3 separate regions of the Mus musculus genome follow, and regions 1 and 2 are each linked to region 3. Evidence: chromatin contacts called from public promoter capture Hi-C data. All regions are on one chromosome and are shown on one strand. Each heading gives the region's core, a stretch centred on a gene start, on an enhancer-like site or on the middle of the called end of the contact. The rest is flanking DNA. Distances are from core to core; before and after follow the strand shown. Region 1 holds the start of Vipr1 (vasoactive intestinal peptide receptor 1). Region 2 holds the start of Sec22c (SEC22 homolog C, vesicle trafficking protein). Region 3 holds the start of Entpd3 (ectonucleoside triphosphate diphosphohydrolase 3).

The links. Promoter capture Hi-C pulls out the DNA fragments that hold promoters and counts their contacts.
Region 1: a promoter capture Hi-C map of liver shows a contact between it and region 3, with 3 times the contacts expected there. The contact joins the promoter of Vipr1 here to the promoter of Entpd3 in region 3. A contact is called at or near these places in 1 of 39 promoter capture datasets (liver) and 1 of 115 datasets of contacts at active chromatin or transcription factors (embryonic forebrain).
Region 2: a promoter capture Hi-C map of embryonic stem cells shows a contact between it and region 3, with 4 times the contacts expected there. The contact joins the promoter of Sec22c here to the promoter of Entpd3 in region 3. A contact is called at or near these places in 3 of 39 promoter capture datasets (embryonic stem cells, neutrophils and stem cell-derived epiblast-like cells) and 1 of 9 other capture datasets (embryonic stem cells).

Annotation. Positions count from the first base shown.
Region 1 is chr9:121,640,571-121,645,385 of GRCm38.p6, forward strand. Vipr1 (vasoactive intestinal peptide receptor 1) reads left to right here and starts at 2,146. Exons shown (of 13, transcript NM_011703.4): 1 at 2,146-2,356. The coding sequence starts at 2,279. It also overlaps a transcript of Lyzl4 not described here.
Region 2 is chr9:121,703,542-121,708,085 of GRCm38.p6, forward strand. Sec22c (SEC22 homolog C, vesicle trafficking protein) reads right to left here and starts at 1,488. Exons shown (of 7, transcript NM_001164562.1): 1 at 1,383-1,488.
Region 3 is chr9:120,538,419-120,542,955 of GRCm38.p6, forward strand. Entpd3 (ectonucleoside triphosphate diphosphohydrolase 3) reads left to right here and starts at 1,400. Exons shown (of 11, transcript NM_178676.5): 1 at 1,400-1,465; 2 at 2,234-2,285. The coding sequence starts at 2,246.

The DNA.
Region 1 (4,815 bases), core at 896-3,395, 1.1 Mb after region 3:
GCAGCAGGAAATAAGCTGGGTTGCATTTTTAAGGTTGTTTTTGCTGTTTTCCTGCTCCTTTTGTTTTTTGAGCGTGTCTTGTGTCCTTTGATGGTAAAGAAGGATGGGTCCCCAGGGAACAACCAGAAAGAACTGAGAGTAGCTTTCACAGAGAATTGGAAGAGAAAGCTATTCTCCCCAAGACATCTTCCTCTCCTGGGGGTCAGGCCGGGAAGACACCAGGGGATCCTGCCGATGTTCTCAGCTGTAGCCTAGCACCAGCCTTCCAACCTCCAGCCCAAGAAGGATCAGCGTGGACAGGGCAGCCATCACCACTGGTGGCCTCTACCTCCCATCTATTCACCTGCCTGGTGAAGGTCACATAGCAAAATGGAGTCTGGCTTCCCACTTCCTTCCCGGTACCCAAAACCCTCCATCCACCCCCACCCCCATGCCCAGATCTCTGTCCACAGAGAACACGGAAATGCTAACAGGACCATGAGGTGAAGCACCGTAGCATTTTGCTCAGGCTGGTCTGAAATCCACAGGAATCCTCCTCCCGAAGCATACAGAGCAGTGGGATCACAGGCACGTGCCACCCCGCCCCATATCAGCATTCTGCAGCTGCCTAGGTGACATATGGGGGTGGGCAGGGTTGAGAGCCAAAGCTCACATCTGGGACTTGAGCATACCACCTCAAGAGCTGGTAAGACCTCACTGCCCGGTTAAGAGGCCTAAGGCCTAAGAGGAGTGTGCCCATGGTCACAAGCGAGGCAAACCCCTATTCCTGCTCACAGTGACTCCCGAAATCCTAGCCCTGAAGCACTGAATGGCAACTACTAAACAGCTCCCTCTTCTGACACCCCATAACTGGAGAAAGGCCTGTGACAACTAGCCCATTCTCTATCCGGAAGCAGAAATTGCAGGGAGTGCCTCTTACCTCCTATGCCCTGGTGCGTAGTAGAGGCCTGGCTCAGGCTCAGGCTCAGGCTCAGGGGGAGAGAGAACAAGGGAAGTGCGGTAGACTAGGAAGGAGAGGAAGGAGGAAGGCCAGGGGTTTGCTTCCAGACTTTTCTGTAACCGACCTCAAGGCCACGCCCACAGCGTTAGTTTCCCACGTTGCAGGTTGGGAAGGCTGGAGAATCCTCGGGAAATTCCCGCGCTCCTGCTGGCCAGAAAGCGCCCGGAGAGCGACTTCCTTCAAATGGATCGCACACCCTACTTCGCGCAGGGACACGCGGCCCTCTGCAACTCCGCCCCTCCTCCCACCTTCTATCCCACCGCGCCATCAGCCCCCCACATCACCTTCTCACCATGATCACTCGAGCTCTTGGAAAGTCATCTGCACGGGTTCCCTAAGACGTAGCGCGAAGGGCTCTGAGTCGGTAACCCCGCGCCCCACGCTAGCACCGAATAATCCGAGCCCTAAAGACAAGCTTCGGAGGGAGAGCAGCCTCAGATCACCCGCTACCGGCCCGCCCGATCTTGGAGACACAGCGCGGGACACTGGCACCCTGATCCTAGTCCCTGGGGACTCCGGGAAGACCGGTCTGTGGGCAGCCTGGGCCCAAGAAAGGGTACAGGCTTTGGTCCCCGCGCGGGGGCGCTGGAACATTGACTTCTCGTCCCTCACGAGCTGCGCCGGCCAAGTCGTGTCCAGCTCTGAGTGCACCCTGCCCTGGGCGGCCAAGAGGAACCCCCAGTTGGGACTCCCCGACCCCGGCTGCGCCCCCTCGGCTTCTCCCTTGTCGCAGATGGTTCCAACAGCGTGATCCGCTGGACCCCATCGGAGGCCAGCCTTCAGCCCTGGAAAGCTGTGGCCCTTCTAGTCCAAGAATTTGGGCTGCAAGCCGACGTGGAAACCGGGGAGCCGGCAGCTAAACTCCCTGGAGCCGAAGACTGGAGGAGCTCACTGCCAGGGGCCGAGGGCGCAGCCGGGGTTGAGAGAGAAAGGTGCGGGCGCGGGGAACACTGGGCGGTGTTGAGCCCAGCGTCCCCGCATCGGAGAGCCGAGAGGATGCTCGCTAGCTAGCAGCTCCCGACGACGCGCACCTCTAGCGGGACTCTGTGCTCACGCCCCCGGGGGCCCCGGCTCCGCCCCCTACCTGCGCCGAGGTACCGCCTCCGCCGTGCCATTGGCTAACCCCGCCGCCCGTCAGACGAGCCCCCGCCGCCCTCCCCTAGCCTGGAGCTGTGCCTCATAGCGCCCGGGCCGCTGGCCCGCGCCACTCTCCCGCGCTGCGTTAGCCACAGACCCCGTAGGCGCTCTCGGCTGCCTGCCGCGGGCTCAGGGCGGACCATGCGCCCTCCGAGCCTACCGCCTGCCCGCTGGCTCTGCGTGCTGGCAGGAGCCCTCGCCTGCGCCCTCGGACCCGCGGTGAGTGTGTGCCCCTCCACCCAGATCCCACGGATGGGGGAACTGCGGGGGCAGCGTATCCGGGACCATCTGGCCATCGGGGGGCAGCAGGAGCGCGGTTCTCGTCTTCTCTCTTCTGTAGCCCAGAGGCGTGGGAGCTCGGTAGCGGCGGGTCCCTCTTAGCTCATCTTAGAGCGCTCACCGCGAAGTGATCCCAATCAGCGATGAAGAGGTTGGGGGCGAGAGGGAGCCCCAGACTTGCCTTGCGATGAGTGCCTGTGGGGGTACGTGGGGAGGAGAACTGTGGGTGGCACGATCGAGTGAGATGGGAGATCCTGTAGACTGTCGGGTGGGAAGGAGGCTGTGTCTGGAAGCCTCTCTGGGTATTTTGAGAACTTGTGCGATGAAGACAGCACAGCATCAGACCTTAGTGCCTGTACCCTGGGGAGGGGTCCTTGGGATCTGGTGAGAATTTCATTCTGTGCTCTTTATCCTCTAACTATAGGCTGATGGTGGGCAGGTAAAAGCATGTATTGGGAAAAGCAGGGGGGCTTGCTCTACCTTAGACCTCGGCTTCCTCCCACACAGACATGTGTGTGGGTGTGCTCCTGTGGCTGTGACAGACTCACCAGGGTCATGGGGCAGACACCTGGTCACCTCCTCTGAGACTAAGAAAGACCTCAAGACTCAGAGACCCCCTAAACCCATTTTACAGAAGGGCAAAATGAGGCCACAGGAGCCACACCTGTCCCTGCCAGCCACACTTGGACAGAGGTGATCTTCCCTTCCCTTGCTCTAGGTCTGTGGAGCTGTTGCTTCAAGATTGTCTTTTCCTTAGTGGATTCTGGTCTGGAACAAGTGGGCTGCCTGGAGGAAGTGGGGAATCTTGGTCGGTCACCTTAGTGCAGTCTATCCCGTGGTCCCTCCCTAATCACAACCTTTCCCAGGGCAGGGATCAGGACATGAATCTGTTTCCTCCTAGCTGGTGTCTGGCACACCCTGCTCTGGAAAATCTCACCACCCCCCCAACCCCTTCCGGAGAAGGTGCTGCTCTCTGAGAATTGGACAGTGTTGCCCCCTTCCTCCTGTTTACAGCCCCTCCCCACACTCCAAGCTTCATCAGACTCTGGCCCTCAGTGTCACAGACCACACTAGCAGCCCTCCAACTTCCCCAACTCTGTGTCCTGGCTACTCCATTTTGGATAAGCCAGGGGTTTTTGGACCACTGGAGGCCTCTGGCCCCAGGTACCATCCATCTAGAAACAGATTGAGCCCAGTCCCTCCAATTCCATCTTCCTACTTCTTATTTGGAGGTGCCAACTCTAGCTCCTCCTCCAGGGAGCCTTCCCTGGTTGCCTCTGATCTTTCCACTCCAACCCCATCTTCAGTTCCACTAGCCTCCCAGCCTCGGCTGCCCTCTTGGTCCACAAAATGAGGGGAAGGGACTTAGCCTGGACTGGAGGGGGACCCCAGCCCCTGCTCTCCTCTCCCTGGAATGGAGGGGGACCCCAGCCCCTGCTCTTCTCTCCCTGGACTGGAGGGGGATCCCAGCCCCTGCTCTTCTCTCCCTGGACTGGAGGGGACCCCAGCCCCTGCTCTTCTCTCTCTGGACTGGAGGGGACCCCAGCCCCTGCTCTCCTCTCTCTGGACTGGAGGGGGACCCCAGCCCCTGCTCTCCTCTCCCTGGACTGGAGGGGGACCCCAGCCCCTGCTCTCCTCTCCCTGGACTGGAGGGAGACCCCAGCCCCTGCTCTCCTCTCCCTGGACTGGAGGGGGACCCCAGCCCCTGCTCTTCTCTCTCTGGACTGGAGGGGGACCCCAACCCCTGCTCTCCTCTCCCTGGACTGGAGGGGGACCCCAGCCCCTGCTCTTCTCTCCCTGGACTGGAGGGGACCCCAGCCCCTGCTCTTCTCTCTCTGGACTGGAGGGGGACCCCAGCCCCTGCTCTCCTCTCCCTGTCCTCAGTTGCTCCCTCCTGGAACGGACACCCAGTGTTCCTGCTGCAGCCGGACTTGGGGGGGTCATGTTATCAGAGTCATAAAATGGCAGCTGCAGAGTTCACAGTGAAGGCACCGAGCCTTATCACTCTGTTTATGGGGCCCTGCCTTGGCCTAGGAAGGGAAATCTTTGAACAGAGAAGCCAAAAAAAAAAAAAAAAAAAAAAAAAGGAAAGAAAACTTGCAGTGTCCCAGAGGAGGAAGTGAAGTGTATCCCAAGGCCTTCCATAGCTCCTCCCCCTGGGCAGCAGACAGGTGCCAGTGCCAGTGCCAGGCTGGTGGGGACACTCAGACTACAGACAGTCTGAGGCCCTACCTTGCAAGAGTCATGTCACAACCAGAACCTCAGAATCGACATGGGTCACAAACTCCTAGAACTGAGGGTCAGGCCTGCTGTGACAGACACACAGGGAAACCCAGAGGAAGAAGCAGGACGATGTCTCCAGTTTGGCTCCACTGGCCAACCTTCAACTGCAAACTATG
Region 2 (4,544 bases), core at 238-2,737, 1.2 Mb after region 3:
GTAATCCCAGCACCAGAGAACTTGGGCTATAGTGAGACTATGTTTAAAAACAAAAACAATCTCTAATCAGAGACTTGCTGGTAGAGGAAGGGTCCCTACAAGTGCCCCTTGAAATGCAGAGTGTGGTGGCTTAAGCTCATAATATCAGCACTTGGGGGGTGGGGTGGAGGCAGGAAGGTCAGGAGTTCAAAGTCACCCCCAGGCGAGTGGCATGTTAAAGGGCAGTTTAGGCTGCAGGACAGCCTGCCTAAAACAGAACCAAGTGGTGAGTAAACTGCTGGAGTTAAAGCTCAGAGGCACACACCGTTAATCCCAGGATTTAGAAGAGGCAGGCAGACCCAGGCCAGCATGGCCTACACAGTAAGTTTCATACCAGCCAGGACTACAGAGTGAGACCCTCTCTAAAATAAAATAAAACCACCTCTCCTTACCTAGTGTATTATACTCTAAAGTCAGTTGTCTTGTCTGGCTATGCACTGCCTCTATCTCTGCCACCTGAGTGCTGGGATTAAAGATGTGCACCATCACCCCAGCCTTGATCTGAAATTCTTTATGAGACCTCAAGATGTCCTCTCTGTTGTCCACTAAACATTTACGAGGCATCTCTAGGGACCTGTCTACAACTGTCTTCCTGAGAAAGCTGCGGTGCGAATGAATCCTGTATATCAGTGTCAGGCTATGCAAAGCTGTCCCCGTTCTCATTTCCCTGACAAGTTCTTTACCTGAATAAACTCTCTGTGTAGACTTTTACAGACACGTTGCTCTAGCATTGGCTCTGCACTGAGGGTTGCTTTAGTTTCTCTGATCTTGTCACCCGCTACACCAACCGAGCTGGGCATGGAGGCCATACACCTGTGATCCCAGAACTTGCGGGGCGGGGAGTGGAGGCAGGAGGATCCCAAGCTCAAGGCCAAACTCGAGTTACATGGGGCTCCGTTTCACAAGACCGCAAACTGTAACGGCACCTTTCATCAGAGGTAACTCAGTTCCTTCCCTGGATTTGGCTTTTTGCAAGCTTGACCCCCGCTCTGCTCTGCAGGTTCTTTGTCCCGGCTTATCCAAGTCCAGGAAAGTTGGTGTAGGGGTGACCAGGCCTTGAAGAAGCCAAGTTCTGCTAGACCAGCAGACTAAGGAAAGTTTGCTCTCAAAAGAAGCAAGTGACAGGACTAGAGTTCAGTCTACATAAAGGGAACCACCGCCCCGCCCTCCCGAGACACGCCCCGGCCCCGCCCCGGGCAGCAGGCACAGCGGGCAGCGCATCCCAGCCGGTACGCACCGTGCAGGGGGCCGGGCCTCGGCGGAGTCCCACCGGCCCGGGCTGCAGCCCGGTGGCCTAGACCCCGACCCCACCTCTCCACGCCCGCCTGGCCCGCTAACCTCACCTCGCCCCCGCGGCCGACCTCCGCCTCGGCCACCGCAGCCCACCCCGGCGGCCGGCGGGGTGCAGGTTACCCGCGGCCCGGCTGTAGGAGGCAGGATGTGGTGCTCATGCGCACACCGTGAGCTCCCATTCGCTGCTGCTAAGCGACGCCAAACAGACCAATCGTGGGGCGTCTCTGCTGTCCAGTTGTTCAGACCCGGGAATTGAGTGAATCTACCAGGGCTGGCCCGGGTTTGCTCCCCTCAGCCCGCGTCTCTTCCGCAGGTCCCCAGGCCCACGTGCGAGTCTCACCTCGAGCGGTGAGAAGAGGCTCCGACGTCCCCACGATGCCTGGCCTGGAGCGGACAGGGCTGTTCTCCAGAGGCGTCTAGGCCCCGTGTGACTGGAGTGACACTCCCTGGGCGTGGGTTCTTGCAGGCTACGCAGCTGGGCAAGAGGCCCGAGATAGAGGATCCGAAGAGCACAGCCTTCTGCCAGCCTGGAGGAGGTGCCAAAGTCCGATCCCTGAGCCACACACACCTCGCTATGAGGCTGGAGGGAGATTGGGTAGCACAGTTAGGCCCTTACTGTTTTGACAAGTGCTGAGCACCGCTGTTTGCCGCGCACTGCGTACACAGGAAGTGTGAACACAGAAACCAAATCAAGAGAAGGGGGTAGGGCACCAGGCAGGAATTCTGGTGTTTAAACACGAGTTATGCTTCACAGAAGCATGGGTTCCAAAGAGAATTTACAGGAACAGTTGTCTTGGAGTTGGGGCTCAGGAAAAGCTTCTCCAAGTCTCAGGCCATTGGGCAAGGGAGAGTTTGTGTGTTTCAGAGACATTTGCTTGTGCACAGAACTCTGTGGGGCTGAGGATGTATCTCTGTTGATAGAATAACTGAACTACAAAACCCCGGGTCAGGCCTGTCACCCTCTTCATACATCAGAACTCCAGGCTTTCCTTGGAACGTCCCGGCTCTGGTTCTCAGGACCTCAGCTTCTCACTAATGTTACATCATCAGCTTCACGGATACTTCATTTTTATCCCTTGAGACAGGGTCTTGTGTATCCCAAGCTGACCTTGAATTCACTGTGTAGCAGGCTGACTCTGAAGGCTATCCTACAAACTCCATTTGCTGGGCGCTGGGATTACCGATGTGTGTGTGCTTCCACAGCAAGGTTGTGTGGCTCTGGAGCTCAACCCCAGGGCTTCCTGCCTTCTAGACAAGAGCACTACCCACTGGGCCACATCCCCAGTCCCAGCTCCCCTGATTCTGAGGCCAAGTGCAAGTCAGTGAACCCCAGAACTGGCTCCCCTGGTTCTCAGCCTCTGTCACCACATGAGCATGTTCCCCTCATAAACCACCATATAGTCAGAGAGAGCCTATCCATTCCATCTCTGCGGAGAAGCCTACAGTGGGTGCCAACCTAGCAGCTGGATAGACACGGTACATGGAGAGACCTGAGCTGAGTGAAGACTTCTAAACGACACTTCTCTGGTGGGTGGAAATGGAAGCAGGGCTTATGTAACCACAGACAAATTACAAAACGAACACAGGAAGACTTGTGACAGCCTAAGATAGCCTTTGGGCATTATTGTGTTCTGGTATTCAAGTCATGCCATGGTTCCCTCCCACACCAAGTCAGGGCTTGTCTGTAACAAGTCCCAACAAGGCTAGTTCATAACATTCACAAAGGAGAAAAACATGAAGGAGACCAACACCCTGTCCACTGTGTGCTCTGTCTACATAGAGGATATTTGGTATTAGACCTAGAAAACTCTAGATTTAGCAGTTGTGATGGTTTGTATATGCTCGACCCAGGAAGTGGCACTATTAGAAGGTGTGGCCCTGTGGGTGTGGGCTTTAAGATCCTCATCCTAGCTGCCTGGAAGCCAGTATTCTGCTAACAGCCTTCAGACGAAAATGTAAAACTCTCACCTCCTCCTGCACCATGCCTGCCTGGATGCTGCCATGTTCCGGCCTTGATGATAATGGACTGAACCTCTGAACCGGTAAGCCAACCTCAATTAAATGTTGTCCTTTATAAGACTTGCCTTTGCCATGGTGTCTGTTCACAGCAGTAAACCCCTAACTAAGACAGGAGTGTAGTGCCTCACACCTGTTATCAGTATTCACACCAGTATTCACACCAGTGTTCAGGAGGCTGGTAGAGGAGCCTTGCCATGGATCTGCGGCTACCCTGGGCGAAATAGTGAATCCTAGGCAAGCTTGAACAGAGACCCTATTTTAAAACAACAACAACAACAACAAAAACCAAGAGGACTGGAGAATTGGCTCAGGAATTCAGATCACCTTGTTCCTCTTGCAGAGGACCCGGGCTTTACTGTGTATGCTCACACAGTGGCTCACAAACATCTGTAAGTCCTAGATGACTTGACATCCTCCCCTGATAGCCACAGGCACCAGACAGGCACGTGGTGCACATACACATATGCAGGCAAAACATTCATCCACATACATCTAAACAAAATGTTTATAAAGCAAAAATACATCTAAACACAATGTTTATAAAGCAAAAATAAAGAACTTCAGGCTGGCATGTGGTGCCAGTGAGGGGATGTTTTCGAAGCATGCATGCATGGGAGTGTTTGTGGAGCATGCATGAGTGAAGCGTCGACCGACTTCTGTCCCCAGCACCGCAACCACATCTGGAGCCTCAGCACTCAAAAGATACAGATGGGAGAATCAGAAGCACAAGGTCATCGTTTGAGAGACACTGTCTTAAAACCAAAATAAATGAACAAGATCTTTTTTAATGTGACGAAGCCTTGGGATATTAGTATCTGAGACGTGAGTGATTTAGATAGAATGTTCCTTCACCTTCTGTCTGGCACACCTGGTGAGTCTTAGGCTCTACCATAGAATATAATGGGAAATGGGTAAGGTGTAGTGCCTAAGATCCCAGCCCACATCTACAATCACTGACCACTCATGGCCACTGTCCCCTCCGGAGGCTTTCCATTCCAAGCAAGCTTTTCAGCTCTCCACCCCCACTACCTCTACATCTCCACAGACAGCTTTCATGTCCAGTTATTTATAACTTTAGACATTTGATCTCTGCCCTCCCCTCCGGCTCATTTGCTTCCTCCCTCCTGCACTGTCCACCGTGCCTCTACTTTGTTCCATTCAGTAATTCTTTTTAAATGTCCACTTCGTTTCCC
Region 3 (4,537 bases), core at 150-2,649:
AATTGGCCCTTGGTTCTGTTTTTCCCTCCAAAAATGTTTGATGGGGAAACTAGGAAAATAAAGTTACCTTGTAGCATGTGTGGTGACCCAAGAGTGACCCCAGTACTAGAAGACTAAGGCAGGAACAAGTGCAAAGCCAGCCTGGGCTACATAGGCAAATCTTGTCTCAAAACAACACACAAAACAGGGTACTGGGCTCCATTCTCCTTTCAGCCTTCCTGCGCTGACTCAGAGCCTCACAATTGCCTGTGACTCCAGTTCCAGAGGATCTGAAGCACTGTGGGTGTCCTCACACACACATGGTATACACACACACACACCACATCACATAATAAGTATATGTAATAATATATAACAAACAATATATAGGCTTAATAATACAACTTTTCTTTTAAAAAGGTTGTCTTGACAGATAGAAGACCGGCAGGCAAGGTGTCTTGGGGTTTCACTTCTGTGAAGAGACAATATGACCACGGCAACTCTTATGAAGGAAAACATTTAACTGAGGCTGGCTTAGAGTTCCAGAGGTTCAGTCCATTATCATCATGGTGGGAACCACGCAGCCTGTGGGCAGACGTGGAGCCAAAAGTTCTACATCTTGATCCTAAAGCAGCCGGAGACTGGATGTGTTCCGCGGTGGGTGTGATTTGAGCGTATAAGAGCTCAAAGCCCTGCCTCCACAGTGACATTCTTCCTCCAACAAGGCCACACCTCCTAATAGTGCCACTCCCTGTGGCCAAACATTCAAACACATGAATTTGTGGGAACCAAACTTACTCAAACTACCACCCAGGGGGTGCCTCTTGGGACTGGGGGCAAGGTCACATCACATCCTCTTCTGCCTTGGGTTCAGGGGACTGTGCAGGGAGTTAGAAGATAAAGATGTGGAAAGCTCTCTGACTGGGTCCTGGTGGGACACTGAGCTAACTAACCCTGTCAGCTTAAGAGCATCTGCCATCACCTAGGAAACACACTTCTGAGCAAGTCTGAGACTGGGTGTCTAGGCTGGGTTAACTGGGCCAGAAAGACCCATCTTGAACGAGGGTGGTACCAGCGCTTTAGGCTGGGATCTCTGGTACCTGAATGCAGACAGGATGTGACTGCAGTCTAAGATCCTGCCAAGATACGTTTTTAGGACAGTACCTACAACCGTGAGTCACCTTTTCTTCTTTAGGTCCCTTTTGTCAGGTACTTTGTCAGCAACGAGGGAAGTAACTAAAACAAGGCCTGAAAGGATTGGCTACCCCCCACGTGGCAATGATTCCCCCTCCATCCTCATGCCGGACAGGCTGGGGTGAAGTGAAAGAGAAGAGCCTGGGAAGGTGAAGAGGTCCTGGCCCCAGCGCTTGCGGGAGGCGGTCCCTAGCAGGCTGCGCCACCCACGCCACCTCGCTCCGCCTCCTGGACTCCCGCACCCCAGAGGCGCCTCCGCTTTTCAGCAACCCGCAGCGAAAGCAGCGCCCAGGTAAGGTCTGGCCCCGCGCGCAGGAGTGGGATGGAGCAGGCTGTGGGGGGCTGGGAGCGGGGAGGGAAGGAACCAGCACAGCTTCCCGCAGAGGGCCGCAGGCAGGAGCTGAAACCCGGGGAGCTGGGCACTGTCATCTGACAGGGACAGGACACCGCGTCACGAAGCACCCCAAGACCTGCAGATGCAGGGGACGGGCCAACTCCCAGGTCCCCACCCTGATCCCCAGGGCCTGACAGCTGTCTGCTGGTGTTCAGCTCAGGGAGCTGGAGACACCCCGCGGGTCTTTAAGGGTGACTGCATGCTGGCAGCCACCAGCACACACCGATGCCAACCGGCTTTGCTGGTGCGCTTTGAAGTATAACCCAGCCCGAGCCTTGTGAATATTACTAAGAGGGGGTTCGCTCTGCCCGGGTGCTGGTCACAGGTGCGGCCCACAGGAGAAAAAAAAAAAAGAAAGAAAGAAAGAAAGAAAGAAAGAAAGAAAGAAAGAAAGAAAGAAAGAAAGAAAGAACACATGCGCGCTCACACAAGCTTTTGGGGTTTTATTTTCAAAATTGCTCTCTAGTTAAAGTTTTAACCAATCCATTCTTCCAGCTTTACATTTGGGGAGGGGATACTGGGTTTGGAGTTCCAGCTTCCATCGGTCTCTGACGTTCTGGTTTGACCTCATTGTTTCTAAAGAGGCTTCGATTTAGATGACGTTGTGTTCAATATCAATACGTGCAAGTTTAGCCACACGCTCCTTCTGTGTTCTTACCCCTGCAGCCCGGAGAGAAGATGTTTACCGTGATGACCCGCCAGCCATGTGAACAGGCAGGTAAGTGTTGCTCACTGGATGCTAGGTTTTGTCAGACCCAGGGAGAATCCCAGCTTTGGTTCGTAGCTCTCCATCTATATCTCCTGTGAATGGCTGTTTATCGTTGTTCCAAGACTTCGCTCACCTGGGTTTCACCCTTGACATTCTTCAGATAAAAGTAATGCTTTTCCACAAAGCCACAGGAAACAAGGGCTAACACGAATGTTTGGCTTAAATGGTTTTTCCTGTTCGTATAATCCATTATTTTGGCTCTTGTGGTTTCCTTACCTAGCTATGTGTAAGGTTTGTGTTATGTGTTGTTGACGTGGGAATGAATCCTGATAGAGTTGGGTCGCCCTGAGTACTATGGTAAGCTGCACAGGAACACCTCTCCCTCTCATCTGTCTCTCTCATTTGTCTCTCATCTGTCTCTGTCTCTCTGTCTCTGTCTCTGTCTGTCTCTCTCTCTGTCTCTCTGTCTCTGTCTCTGTCTCTCTCTGTCTCTCTCTCTGTCTCTGTCTCTCTCTCTCTCTCTCTCTCTCTCTCTCTCTCTCTCTCTCTCGTGTGTGTGTGTGTGTGTGTGTGTGTGTGTGTGTGTGTGTGTGTGTGTCCTGTCTCTCCCTCCCTTCCTTCCCCCTCCCCATCTTTCCCACACACTTTCAAACCTGCCCAGCTTGGCTGCCTGACCTCCCGGCTCCTCAGTACTGCCCCCCCCTGCTGCCCCCCCCCCCCCAGCTATTCATGCAGATGTGAGAGAGATGCGGAGGTGGGAGAGGCGTCCACTCAGCTAGCCCTCACCTCCTCTCTAGGCTCCAGTAGGCACCTGCAATTAACACTGTTTGCCCAGCCCTCCCTACTCCACAGCTCTAGGCTGCATTTCTTCATGAATGAGACCTAGCCTAGTCTGTTCACTTTTTTGCTGGCTAAGTGTTTGTTGAAGGTAATCACAGCTTTTGACTTAGAAAGTGCTGAAGCTAGAGGATCCTGGAGGCCAGCCCCTGGCTGTGGTCAAGAGCCTGCTTACATTCCACACACCCCCTCCTGTGAAGAGGTTCCTTAGCTATGCCCTAAACTGCTGATTCTTGGCTTCCAACAGGGTATGACTTGAGGGCATATAGACTAATTTATACTTATATTTTTGGAAAGAGCAATTGTACTAAAGAAGATGGTTTGTATTGCATTGCACATTTCCCCCCAAAAGACATTGGAATTTAGCAGACATGGTAACATGCCACATACCAGCTAATCAGTTACATTCTTTCCGAAGGTAGATTAAATTTGGCCGATTAACACTATTAGGTCTTGTTGGGGGGAAAAGTGCCTTAAACCTCTGTGACTGACACCGATGTGGTTTGAAAATAGGTGTGGCTGGGGAACTTCTATTCAGAAGCACAGAGAAGTGACCCATTTCCCCCCTGATGCTCCGAGGGTCAACACCACAGGGCTAGGCTCTCCTCCAGATCTGTACGGCTGCTTGCGCTATGAGTCAAGTGGGGTAGGATCCCAGAGGTGCAGATTGGGGTCAGGTGTAAGCTTTGAGTTTGGGTAAATATTGACACATCTTCTTCCCTGGATGCCATACCTGCTCACACTCCCCTCGAGGGAGGAGAAGGTGCTAAGTAGCTACCTCTGACATCAGGAAGTGTCTGTCATTTGTCCCCATTGATCGGCAGAAGGAATTGGATCTTCAGAGCAGCCCACCCCACCCTCCTCTGACCGCTTGCTTTCCAGGCAGCGGGCTAGGTGATGCAATTGGATACGGGGCTGTGTCTAATTTGATTACTGTGGTGCACGAGGTCTTTGTTCTCTTCCAGGAAAGAAAAAAATGTAGAAACAAAGAGGAAGTAAATCATAGGCTTCAGAGTCATAAGAAGGAATGTTCTGGAATAGGGCTGGATGCACCCATGGCTGTGGAAGGAAGGGTTGGGGTGGTGGAAAGGAGCTGGAGGCCCTCTTCCCAGATCCACAGGGCCTCCTGAGCGACTGAATGTTTGAAATACGACTGACGAGTTCAGTATTTATTTTAAATACTTTGCACTTAAACAGCCAATTTTAAGAGAAATATTGATGTCTTCTTATCTTCAATTATGATATCACATTTCAGCCATTGGGTACTTTTTTGTATTTATGCCTTAAAAGTTCTACCAAGAGTATTATTTAGACAAGGTTAGTTTGTTTGTTTTTATTATGCAGGTTCCCATGTAGCCCAGGCTGTTTTTAGACTTTCTCTGAGGCTGGACTTGAATCCCAGATCCCTCTGCCTCTGAGCCTTC